Linked DNA regions of Pan troglodytes: region 1 is linked to region 2. The links are chromatin contacts, called in public capture Hi-C maps. All regions are on one chromosome and are shown on one strand. Each heading gives the region's core, a stretch centred on a gene start, on an enhancer-like site or on the middle of the called end of the contact. The rest is flanking DNA. Distances are from core to core; before and after follow the strand shown.

Region 1 (6,758 bases), core at 943-3,442, 220 kb before region 2:
GGGTGAAGTTGCTGGGCTACTTTTTAATTGCTGAAGTGTTTTGCCTTCTCTTAACACGTCGGGTCATGTTGCTCTGTTTTCCCAGCTTGCTGCTCCTGTTGGTGCAGCTGCCAACGCCCCAGGGCTGCAGGGTTGGGGTGCAGGGACGCCGAGGAGCTGAAGAGTAGCATTTAAAAAGTTTGAATTTTTCAGCTTCCTTCCCTCCCTGCACATTCCCAAACTCCACTTGCCAGCCCGGCTGCCAGCGCTCCCCAACATTTCTTCCTTCTTTTCTCGACTCTCCCGCTCTTTGATCTATTTCTTTCTTTGGCCCCCCTCCCCCCTCAGGACTTTTTAAATGAACCTCATTGTTGGGAACCAGCTCTCGACTGGGTTCCTGTAATCCTCTCGGTGGGGTGGTTGCAGTTACAGATTCCCGGTCCCCCCCTGCTGATCCTAAGGGACCAACATTAGAATTTGCACAACGACACCCACATGGGCTGGGAACTAACTCCTAGGTCCCTGACCTGCACCATTTCCAAATCTTGGGTACAATTTGGGCAGGTGACCAGGGTCCTATTGGAACAGAAACCTGCCATTGGTGGCTCTGCCCCCATCCCCACCACCCCCAATCCGCTATTGACTAGGAGGTGGGTAGGGGGGGTTGGTGCTTTCCTTTTCCTTTCCATCTGCAGCTTTGCGTTAAAGATTAAACACTGGAGCTCTTATCCAAGCTTGCTCTTGCAGCCAAAAGACTAATTGCAAAGGCATCTTCTCAGTGAAGGGGGCGGGGTGGGCTAGGGCTGAGTGGAAATGGTGAGAGAGATTATTGTAGAAAATATCTCTTCCGGGAACTTAGGGCAAAGAGTTTTATTTTCAGGAATCACATCCCTGTCTCCCCCAACCTCAGACCAGGCCCCCAATCTCCTCCCCACAAGAAAAAGCAAAGGCAGTCTGAAAACCTGTTGCCAAAGGAAGGGAACACTTCTGAAGGAGGAAGTTGAGAGTCTTAGGCCAGGTCTTGAAGGAGGGGGTATCAATTAAGCAGAGACTGATTGGAAGGGGACCTAACGTAGCCTATGATCGACTCCTTTCTGAGGTTTACCTGTTTTTGTCGCGGGCGGTGGCGGGGGCGGGGTGCGGTAATCTAGAGAGGTCTGGGTTGTGTGAGATATTTTGAGTTGAAGAATCTGTTTGACTAGTAAAGAAGTTGAACTTTACAGATTAACGTGGTAGCTTTGGGGACAGAGGATATGGGGGTTGCATTGCAGGAGTCAGCATGGAGTAGGGTGCTTGTCACACAGTTTGGATCTTGTGGTTTCTTACGCATGGGGCCAAAATAAACCCAGGTGAATGGCCTATGGGAGGGAGAGAGGGAAGGGAGCTTGCTAGAGCCGAGGTAGAGATGAGTTCTTTGAGAAAGAGCGGGCGTTTGTGGTTGTGTAGGGGCTGCCCATAGTGGACATCCTGGTGGATGTCCTCCGTCCTTACCATCCTTTCTCTTCTCTCTCCAGGGTAACAAGATGCTCAACTATAGTGCTCCCGGTGCAGGGGGTTGCCTGCTGGACAGAAAGGCAGTGGGCACCCCTGCTGGTGGGGGCTTCCCTCGGAGGCACTCAGTCACCCTGCCCAGCTCCAAGTTCCACCAGAACCAGCTCCTCAGCAGCCTCAAGGGTGAGCCAGCCCCCGCTCTGAGCTCGCGAGACAGCCGCTTCCGAGACCGCTCCTTCTCGGAAGGGGGCGAGCGGCTGCTGCCCACCCAGAAGCAGCCCGGGGGCGGCCAGGTCAACTCCAGCCGCTACAAGACGGAGCTGTGCCGCCCCTTTGAGGAAAACGGTGCCTGTAAGTACGGGGACAAGTGCCAGTTCGCACACGGCATCCACGAGCTCCGCAGCCTGACCCGCCACCCCAAGTACAAGACGGAGCTGTGCCGCACCTTCCACACCATCGGCTTTTGCCCCTACGGGCCCCGCTGCCACTTCATCCACAACGCTGAAGAGCGCCGTGCCCTGGCCGGGGCCCGGGACCTCTCCGCTGACCGTCCCCGCCTCCAGCATAGCTTTAGCTTTGCTGGGTTTCCCAGTGCCGCTGCCACCGCCGCTGCCACCGGGCTGCTGGACAGCCCCACGTCCATCACCCCACCCCCTATTCTGAGCGCCGATGACCTCCTGGGCTCACCTACCCTGCCCGATGGCACCAATAACCCTTTTGCCTTCTCCAGCCAGGAGCTGGCAAGCCTCTTTGCCCCTAGCATGGGGCTGCCCGGGGGTGGCTCCCCGACCACCTTCCTCTTCCGGCCCATGTCCGAGTCCCCTCACATGTTTGACTCTCCCCCCAGCCCTCAGGATTCTCTCTCGGACCAGGAGGGCTACCTGAGCAGCTCCAGCAGCAGCCACAGTGGCTCAGACTCCCCGACCTTGGACAACTCAAGACGCCTGCCCATCTTCAGCAGACTTTCCATCTCAGATGACTAAGCCAGGGTAGGGAGGGACCTCCTGCCTACTCCAGCCCCTACCCTGCACCCACATCCCATACCCTCTTCTCCCTACCCATCCCATTCCCCACAGGCCCTACATTAACAAGGTTAAGCTCAACCCCTTTCCCCCAGCACCTCAGAATGTGCCCTCCCTCTCCCCCTCATAACCCCACCTAACATAAGGACAAGTCAATTTGTCAGTAGCTTCTTCTGGCTTGAAACCCCCTCCCTGGATTTTATAGCCCACTTACCATGCATAACAGACAAGTCCCATATTTTGTCAGTAGATGCCTTTTTTTTTCCGGCTTAAGCCTTAAGTGCCAAATCACAAGAGAAAAAGCAGTAACAGTTTACAGAAGCAACTTAGTGCCTTGTAATCTAACTTTGTCACTGTGACTACATTACCTCTTCAGCGCCAGAGGGCACCCGTGGGCCTCCCGGAGCCTCTGCCCATGGGGGGGTGGAGACCCGGAACCAGCAGCCCCCTCCACTGGCGACACAACTGCACCTTCCCTCATTTCAGTCTCCCGCACACTTATTCCTCCTCCCCTCTTCCCGGCGGCACCTCTCCACCTGTACCCCCCCCCCCCCCCCCCCGAAGAGTTGTTGCCAGACCAGGGTTTTGGGGGAAACCTGTCTTGACATTCAAAACCTTTTTCTTCCCGATCTGAACCCCTGTTGACTAATCTTGCCTGGGTTTGTGTAGGTCTGCAGGAAGGAAGGCTGAAAAAGCGGACGAAGATTTTGACTTAAGTGGGACTTTGTGATTTAATTTTTTCTTTTTTTTAAGCGGGGAGGAAGGGGAAGCTAGATGGACTAGGAGAGACTTGATTTTGGTGCTAAAGTTCCCCAGTTCATATGTGACATCTTTTTAAAAAAAATAACAACAAAAAAAAATGAGAGAAAAGCTAAAAAAAAAAAAATGTAAGGGGTGAGCAGTTAATGGTATTCATTCCACATACAATATCTGTGTAAAACGATTTCCTGTAGAAGTAGCTTTAATGGTTTTTGCTCTAGAATACCGTAGGTCTATCCTTAGAGCACTCACGCCATGCTTTCTTCCCTGGGTTTTAAACTTCATATAACTTTCAGAAATTGGAGAGCAAAAATTTTGCTTGTCACTGCACATCAATATAAAAAAGCTTATTTAACTTATCAAAACGTATTTATTGCCAAACTATGCTTTTTTTTTGTTAATTTTGTTCATATTTATCGGGATGACAAATCCATAGAATATATTCTTTTATGTTAAATTATGATCTTCATATTAATCTTAAAATTTTGTGACGTGTCTTTTTCCTTTTTTTCCACAGTTTTAATATATTATTCTTCAACGACATTTTTTGTAACTTTACACTTTTTTGGTTATTTTATTTTAAAAAAATGAAAAATTAATTTAAAAAAATGCAAAAAACTGTTGGATTATTTATTTTAGAAATTCCCCCCTTTGTGTTGGACTGCAAATTGAGTTTCTTTCTCTTTAGGCCTTTCACAACTAGGACTGAGAATGTATGTAAAAGTTCTGTGACAGTACAGAAGGAAAACAACTTTTTATGTATAGCTTCTAAAAGGGAAAAAAAAAAAAAGAGAAACCCTTTGACTTCCACGTGCCCATCTCAAGACATTCCACTCACAGATTTGAGGTTCTGGATTCCAGGTCTGGAGTTTTCCAATGTTAATGTAAACAGAACTGGCACACACACATTAAGATGAATGTAATTATTATTCCTCTTGCTGGTCACTACCGTCGCTTTCTATTTCTCTTTCTTTGTGTGAATTTATTTAAAAGAAAAAAAAACTTTTTGTAACGACTATTTGCAGTTTAAAAATCAATAAACCCCGTTTTTTCAAGAAACATTGATGGTGGAGCTGGTTTTACTTGGTTTTGGTTTGACTTTGCCAGTAAGGTTCTCCCCTTGTATACCTTGCAAGTCCTGGGGAGGGGGAGGCGGAGAGAGAGGGCTGTGGCTGTGGGTGGCGGCATCTCTCATCCATATAAGCTAAGCCTATAGCTCCCTTCCTTGATGCTGGCAGTTTGCTGCGCTTAGAGGGGACGGGGTGGAGGTTTTCTGCAAAGGAGCCTGGACTTCCTGCTGTATTACTTCTGAAAAGACTGTGCAGTGTGTTAGTTGTTGGCTGAATAGCAACGGGCCCAGCCTTGCCGACACTTGTGTGGCCTCTGCGGTTCTTCTGGGGAGCCAAGGCTCAGGGCCTTCCAGTCCGCCCCGTCCAGCCTGTGCTCTTCATTCCTTTGGATGGTGTTTGGGGTGCCAAAATGATAAAAGAGGACCTAGCACTTGGCACACTTGCAGGCTTGGATTTGAGTGAGTTCTTTTATTGGGGTGCCTTGGGCTCATTTTGCCCATAAGAAATTTACCTCAGTACTGGCCTCTCAACACCTACCCGTGTGGGGAGGGTATAAGGAAGCACTGCCTGCTTGGAGAGGAATGTCCAGCGGGGTGAGGGGCTCAGTCACAAGGAACTGGGGACTGGGACTGGATTTGACATAGCCTTTTGGGTTTGGAGGGCTGTTAAGGGGAAGTGAGTGTTAACACTGGCCAACACAACACAGCAAGTCACCAAGGGTTCCCACCACCTTAGTTACAATCTCAGGTGCTATGCAAAATTAGGTATGTTGTCATCTTGGGAAAGGTGGGGTCTCCTTGGCTAGATGCACCCCCACCAAGGCTAGATGACCACTTAAGAGGTGGCATTTCACCCGCCGGAGGAGTTGGAACTTTCACAAATCTTGAGTGTGAGCCTTGGGAGGATTTATTTGGGGAGAGGCAGAGATTGCTATTTGCAGCTCACTTGCCTTTGGTTCCTTTACACCCAGGAAGTTTTGGGAGTTCAGCTGAGTCACCATGATTCCACCAGGCCTCTTCCGAAGGTCTGCAGCAGACATTGGGCAGGCCAGGGATGTCCCTGAGACTCGAAGACCTACCTCTACCCTCAACTCATTTCCCTGGTCATCAGATATCTACTGGGGGTCAGGGGGTGAGGTAGAAAAATAGGGACTATTACCTGTTCCAGGGCAGGGGCTGGTGGTTTAGGAAGGGGAAAAGCAGCCCTTCTTAGGACTGGAGTAAACCTAGGCCTCTTGTCCCTTAAGGAGGAAATGAACTTTGTGTGTGTGTGGAGGTGGTGGTGGTGGTGGTTGGTGGTGGCATGTGATCTTCCTTTCGGAGTAAAAGCAAAAAAGACATTTAATCATTCACCTTGAGCTCATTCCCTACAGGCATACCTGAGCATGTGGCAGACACCTTTCTAACTTCCCCCCTCATGGTGACGCTGGTTAGGTTCCTAGAGGCCCAGGTGTACCTCCTGGCCAGCCCTGAATTTCCTCTAGAGGAGACAGTCCTTTGACTGAGTCAGTCCTTTGACTTTGTCTAACCAAGATAGAGACATTGACTACTGGAGGCCCTGGAGGGTGGGGGTTGGCTGTAAAGCCCAGGGGAGACTCCTTATCATGTGGGGAAGCTCCATGTCCCCGGGTCTTAACCCTTTACCTCTAACTAAGTGTCTCCCTGGGGAACTCACTCAGGCTGGGATTTAGGTAACCCAGGCCCATGTGTGGTGGCCACAAGAGCCTGGTTGTGTCCCATTGAGTCCTTAAAGTTAGAGGAGATGGCCCTTGGGAAAGGGAACAGCAGAATATTTCAGGCCCATTATTTCTCCGGGATGTTAGAAGAAGGGGCCTCAGCAGCAGCCCTGTGCTGTAGTCTGGCAGGGAGGCCAGGGAAGTGTGAGCCCAGAGCTGGCAAGAAACCCCTATCTCTGAGCTCCTCTGCAGCTAGGAAGGATAGGAACTATGCTGAGGGAGTTGAAGGGAAGGCTTTCACGAGGGAAGTGGGTCAGGAAAGGCCAGGCCAATCCTGGGGCACAAAGCCTTCTTCTCCACCCCTTACCCTGGAGGCCAGGGTGTCTTGAAGGCTGGGTTTAGGGGCCTGCACCAGGTCTGCCATGGATGGGCGGGGCCTCTGTGGCTACTGGCCCTGCAACCCACTCTCTGGCTGTTGGATGAAGATCTTCTCTTGGAGCAGCTCAAAGAAATGAGCTATTTTGGCCACCGAGCAATGCCTTTCCTGGCCTGGAGGCCTCATTCTCAGGAGGAAGGCTATGGTTCAGTGACACTCATGAAAGGAGGGCTTTGAGGGCCAACTGAGATTGTGGGTTAGTCTGAAGATGGGTTTTACAGTCAACTGGATCACGAAGCACTGGTTACCGAAGAGGCAGGGGTCATGGCAGGGGAAGGATCCAGGGCATGAAGGAAGAAGGGGTGTTGAATGGAGCCCTTGGACCA
Region 2 (6,294 bases), core at 3,299-5,798:
TTGAAGCTGCAGCGAGCCAAGGTTGTGCCACTGCACTCCAGCCTGGGTGACAGAGTGAGACCCTGTCTCAAACAAAACAAAAACAAACAAACGAACAAACAAAAAGTAGCTATTTCTCACCCTCAGCTTGCTGGAGTAGGGGTGGGGGTGGAGAGGAGAGCAATGGAGTTCCTTCAACATGTGAGTGAGCACACACACACACACACACACATACACACACTGACACCCACACCCACACCCCCCCACACACAGCAGTCAATAAGAACAAAAGCTCAAGCTCAGCCCATACTCATGTGCTGCATGCTCTTGTTTGCCGGGCTCTGTAGAGGGAACTGAGCACCAAAGTGAAGCTAAAGTCTTCATCTGCGGGCTGAATGGAAGGCCTGCCCCCTTGGTGGCCCAGGAACAGATATAGGTTGGATGGTGGTCTGGAGCCTCCCAGAACCTTAGGCTCCTGAGGGGAGTCCTGAGACTTCATCCACTCATTTAACAAAGACCTGCTAGGCGCCCTACACAGTGCTGGATACGTAGCAGTGGTCAAGGGTGCTGCCCTCCTGAAGCTTTATTCCCCGTGGGAGAGACAGATAATAAACAACACAGGTAGCTCTCATGTGTTATTTGGTGACAAATATATGGAGAAAAATAAAGCCAGGTAAGGGGGATAGGAAGACTTTGGGTAGGGATGTCGGCAAAGGTGGGTCTTAAGTTTCTTAAATGTAGAACATCAGCAAAGCTCTCCTTAAGAAAGGAATGGGCCAAGTATGGGCAGTGAGGAGGCAGGGAGCAATCCAGGTGGAAGGAATAGCAAGTACAGGGACACCGAGGCAGGGGTGTGCTTGGTTTCTCTGAGAAACAGTAAGGAGTCCAGTGTAGCCGAGTGGAGGAGAGTGCGAGGGGGCACAGCAGGAGGTGGGGTAGAGAAGGAGCAGGGCTCGACCACGTGGGCCTGTGGGCCACATGAGCCTCTGGCTTTTATGAGTGAGGTGAGAGCTGCTGGAAGGCTCTGAGTGAGGTGAGAACTGCTGGAAGGCTCTGAGCAGTGGAGGACATGATCCATTGTACATACAGTTCACCCTGGCTGCTGGGAGTTGACTGGAAATAAGATAGAGTAGTATGAGGTGACTGTAGCAGAAATCCAGATGTGAGGGATGATGACACTCCCTGGCCTGGGTTTGATTCCCCGACTCCATCACATATGACCTGTTGCACCATGGGTAGGCTGTTTCATCTCTCTGTGCTTTTGTCTCCTCACGCGTAAGATGGGCTACTACCCATTCTTCATAGGGTTCTGTCTAGGGTTGTGATGAGGATTAAATGAGCGAAAACATGTACAGTACCTGAGGTGTAGTAAGAGCTCAGAAGCATTAGCCATTATGTTGTGATGCTATTGATATGACACTGGCAGTTTGGAGATGGGAAGTCAAGGTCAGCAGGGGCAGAGCATATCAAGATTGAAGTCACCACCTAGAAGGTCAGTGATAGAAGCCAGGACCCACTGGGAGGTCGGGACAAGCCACAGGCCAGGGATGAGTGGATAGTCTGGGATCAGGTGGGAGTGGCTTTGGCAGGTGAGCCGTGGGGGCACCCCAGGAGTTATTGGGGTGGCTTACTGGAATCAGAAGCCCCAGGCAAGGAAACAAAGAAGGAAGGAGTTGGGCCCCAGCAGAGTAAAAGCAAGGGGCTTTGCCAAGAGAGCAAACCAAGCAGCCCCCCAGCTGCAAGGGGCAGCTCAGGGCAAGTGAGCAATGCCCACATCTTATTTCAAGAGTTTTGAGGGGCTCCTTAAAAAGCAGGTTTAGGTTTCCAGCAAGGAAAGCAAGGCAGCTGCTGACACAGTCCAGCCTGCAAGGTGTGACGTCTGGGAGGCAGCTGGGCAGGGCCCATGCCACAGGGTTAGGGCTGATGCCTGGGAGAGACTGAAGCCCACTGTGGGTTTGAGAGACACTAGGGGACCAATAGACACTTAGCAGAACCCACTAGTATATCTGGATTCGAGATTACATCTCAAAAGGTTGGTCAGACGACCTTTTGTTTGTAGATTACAAACATCCCTGCTTCTAAGCCAGAGGACATGAGACAGAGTCCAAGGGCCTGTTTGCATGAAGTATGAAACAGCCACACACTGGGGTCTGTGGGGGTCCGTGAGCTAACAAATTTCCCCAGAATGGCATGTGCTGTAGTTTTGGGGATTGTGCTTTATAGATTGAAAATGATGGACAACGAAATAAAATCGATGTCCACTTTCTGTGCCGCCTCTTGTAGCTCCTTCTTCCCCTTAGCGGCTGCTCACTCTCATTTTTTCTCTTCTTTTAACAAACGTGATTATCTGGCTCTCAGGTAAGGACCTGAGCCATGGAGATTCTCAAAAAACAAACAAACAAACAAACAAAAAACAGCCACCCAACACCAAACAACCAATAACTGAACAACTAACAATCAACCAACTAACTATATGTGGTAGGGAGAATAACGGCCCCTCAAAGGTGTCCACGGCCTATTTCCTGAAGCCTATAAACATGTTCCCTGACAGGAAAAAGGGAATTAAGGCTGTTAGTTAGCTAACCTTAAAACAGGCACATTGTCCTGGCCCAACGTAATCACAAGGGTCCTAAAAGAAGAAGAGGGAGGCAGAAGAGGAATCCAAGTCAGAGGGAGAAGTGGCAATGGAAGAATGATTGGTCGGAGAGCTGTGATGTTGCTCGCTCTGAAGACAGAGAAAGGGGGCCATGAGTCAAGGAATGTGGGCGGCCTCTAGAAGCTGGAAAAAACAAGACAACACTTTCTTTCCTGCAGCCTCCAGAAGGGAACACTGCCCTGATGACACTGATTTTAGCTCAGTGAGATCCATTTTGGACTTCTGACCTCCAGGATTATACAGGTAATTGATTTGTACTGTTGAAGCTACTAAGTTTGTATGGCAGCAATGGGAAATGGGCACATTAACCAACCAAATTGAATCTGGTTTGAACTGACATGGTTGTACCCAGCACTGCAGCATGCAAGGCCTTCAGCCTGGTTGTTTCACCTTAGCTCACGGGGTCACCTGCCCTGTGTTCCAGCCAATCAGAAAACTTGCCATTGCTTGACAGTCTCTGCCTCCCCCCTCTGCCAATTCTATCATTCTGGGAGGGTTGTTAGATCTTACATTTCAGGCTTACAAAGCCCCTTCACTGGCTGATGTGAAGTTTAAAGGAAATGCTGTATGTGTGAGCGGTTTGCAAACTGGAAAGCTCATGAAGACACGAGCTAATATGTGATTTGATGTGTGTGTGTGTGCATGTGTGTGTGTGTGTGCGTGTGTGTGTGTGTGTGTGTGTGTGGCGCTCCAGCCTTTGAGCCCAAGACCCCTGGATGTCCTCAGAGCCTTTCCCTTTAGGTTATTGATCACAGTGTCTTAAATTATAGTTTCATATATGCACATATTATTCTCTTACTAGATTTGCAGCTTCTTTGAGGGAAAGGCCTGGACTTCAGTATTTACCCTGTTAACCCCCACAGGGAGAAGCTTGGCTGGAGGTAAAAATGGGGATGGGGGCTGGACACAGAGGGTCAGAAGGTTACAGCAGGCTGCCAAGGGCACTGGACCCCCCCTCCTGGCTCAGCTGCAGACCCCAGATTTAGACTCCCTGATGATAGGACCTGGCCATGCTTTTGTCCCTTTAAATAGCATAGAGTGTTTAGTAAACAGTTGATGGGAATCTGTTTCTCACAGTACCCTCCCCTGGTATTTTTAAGGTCCTACAGTGACCTTCAGATGCCTCCAATCTTGGCTCCCACTGGTCTATCCTATGCAAAGTGACAAGGCTGGTTTCTCATAGCCTTGTTTGATCTCAGGCCTTCTAACCTTGCAGTCAAATGACCCCAGGGAGAGAGTCATAATTCTGGGCCCTCTCCTAATCGCAGGCTCCCCCAACCCAGGTCCTGCCAGTGCTTGATTCCAGGCAGGACAGCCCTCTGGGTACTCCCTGTTCCCACAGGTGGGGCAAACAGATGCAAGGCAAGGAGCTCAGGGCAGAGGGACCTGGGTATGGGGACCCAGGAGCCACTGGGGAGGCTCACTCTCCTCTCTCGCTGGCACAGCCTGTTCTGTTACTCTGGGCCACATTAGGTAAACAGGGGAAAGAAAACAATGTCCGTCAGCTACAAAATGAGCCTGTCAGGAAAGGAATGTTATTGCCAAGTGTTCTCAGAGGGCAAGACAAACAAAGAAGGTGAAACCTGTCTTTAACATCAGGCCTGGTTCACAACCATGCCCTCCAGTAGCCCTTCTATGAGCAAAAGCTTGTGCCCCGCAAAAAGGGACCCTTCCCACCTGCCTCTCCTCACTTTTCCAGGGTTAGCTTGGCCTGTTCCCTCAGCCCCTGGGTTGGGGGGCTCCCTACTGAACAGCCAGTGGGAAGGCAGAGGCTGCTGGGATGCAGGCTGCTTCAGGCCCGGTTCCATGGCAAACCCAAGAGCCCGTGGTGCTGTCGGCTCCTAGCCTGGCCCTTTTAGAGGGGCATTCCCATCTCCAAGGAGGCAATCACATCAATAAGGGACGTTCGGCATCTTGCCCTCTCTGCGGGCAGAGGTGTCCCATAGCAACTGGGGCTGTGATCTGCATATGACAGCACATTGCAGCTATTCAGGACTTTTCTTTCCCCTGCTTTCTTTGAAACAAGCTTGCCCTATATCCAAGTTCCCTGTGAGCCCCATACAATGAAAACAGCAGTTGACAGGTTCCCTGTAACTTGTGAAATTTGAGTGCATCCAAGGGGAGAAAGAGTGCTCATTACTGAAACACAAAACGAGCCTCTTTCAAGGCGTGGTGAGTTGGCCCCTCAGTTTGCTGCTGCTGACCCTGTTGCCCTTCTGAGCACAATAAGCAGAGGCAGAAGAGGGAGAGAGAGGCCTTTACTCCTTAAGTTGCCAATTGATCACCCTCCTAACCCCTATGGGGGCTGCTTCTCCTAAACAATTCGGGTGACAGAGGTCAGGGCTCTGGCCCATTCCTCTGGGGAGATCTTAGCTCTCCCTGCAGGGACTTTCCCGGGTGAAACAAAGACAAGATCCAGAAGCCTTAAACAAAATCCTGCTGATGATGCCGAAGGGAAATACAGAAAGGGGAAATGAGAGGTGCCAAGAACCACAACATTGGGCCTCAGCTGTTTTATCCAACCAGACCCCAAAGCCCTTCAACACACTCTGAGATTGGACCATGCATTGTGGAAGCCCAGCCACATCTAAATTCCAATATGGTGGCCAATGACCACTTAGCAACTGGGTTGGGGAGAGGAAGCCATGCAGGGGGAAGAAACAACTCTATTTTTGCCCACACTGGGTTTTATCTAATTAACCAGACTTCTTGCATCCAAAATATCAAAAAAGATGAGAAAGAAGGCAAAGAGAGGGCAGAGGAAGAAGAAAGGGAGGACGAGGAAGAAGAACTTATGAGGTAGGCCAAAAACAGTGCAAGCTTTGAAGGAAAGCTTGTTGAAAATGGCTGCCCGTTCCTGAGGTTGCCCAGTGAGGGTTCTAGAGGGATCCAGTTCCACTGCTTGAATGGTACACCCTATTGTGCACAGAGCAACACAGGGTAGTGTATATGAAAAAAAATACAAGGAAGTTCTGTGTCTTAACTCCACCCAGCCCTTGGAAGAGCAAGGGATGGCCAGGAAAGATAGGGCTCTATTCTTTCTTTTTGATTCCAGAAGCAGTAAGTGCAGGTGATACACATAATCCTATCATGCCAATGGTCTGGTACAGGTTTGCTTGGGGACCACAGGCAATTTAACCACTGGGCTTCTGGTTTTATCATCAGAAAATAAGCTGTACCACTTGCAGCTCTCTGAATGTACCATGTAATTTCACTTTGCCAATGATGTCCCTTTTTGCTGGAATATTCTCCACCCACTCACCTACCTGGCAAATTCCTATGAATCCTTCAGGCTACACATCAAGTGCCATCTCCTTTACCCATGTTTCTATCTTAGCACTTTTCACATTGTATTATGGTGATCTGTTTGCTTACCTTTCTGTGTCGCAAGACTATAGTTTCTCAGAGGGTAAGAACAGCCATTTTATTCATTTTTTGTATCATTGGTGGTTAGTACATAGTAGCTGTTCAATAATCACCTGAAGATTTGAACTGAATCATGATCACAATAATTGTTTCTTTTTCAGGTCCTGGAATGAGTTTTGTTCAATCACCAAGGACTTATGGACAGGGCTATAACTTGTGTAACTCCAGGGGCCCCATTCATATCATGTGAACGGGACCCCTGGAACTATGCAATATGTCAGCCCTGCATATGG

What was found. Capture Hi-C pulls out chosen DNA fragments and counts their contacts.
Region 1: a contact with region 2 is called in a capture Hi-C map of stem cell-derived neural stem cells, with 6 times the contacts expected there. The contact joins two enhancer-like sites. A contact is called at or near these places in 1 of 7 Hi-C or Micro-C datasets (blood), 1 of 1 datasets of contacts at active chromatin or transcription factors (stem cell-derived excitatory neurons) and 1 of 1 other capture datasets (stem cell-derived neural stem cells).

The regions. Positions count from the first base shown.
Region 1 is chr15:66,766,670-66,773,427 of NHGRI_mPanTro3-v2.0_pri, reverse strand. It overlaps ZFP36L1 (ZFP36 ring finger protein like 1), which reads left to right. Exons shown (of 3, transcript XM_063793611.1): 3 at 1,494-4,310. The coding sequence ends at 2,453. Among named protein-coding and RNA genes, the nearest start is that of ZFP36L1, 7.8 kb to the left of the region's middle. Within about 2 kb of position 2,192, at least 8 of the 24 cell types and tissues checked have an H3K27ac peak or open chromatin away from gene starts, as enhancers often do. A contact at or near this core is called in stem cell-derived neural stem cells, where this site is marked.
Region 2 is chr15:66,549,090-66,555,383 of NHGRI_mPanTro3-v2.0_pri, reverse strand. All of the region lies in intron 10 of RAD51B (RAD51 paralog B), which reads right to left. Among named protein-coding and RNA genes, the nearest start is that of ZFP36L1, 230 kb to the left of the region's middle. Within about 2 kb of position 4,548, at least 7 of the 24 cell types and tissues checked have an H3K27ac peak or open chromatin away from gene starts, as enhancers often do. A contact at or near this core is called in stem cell-derived neural stem cells, where this site is marked.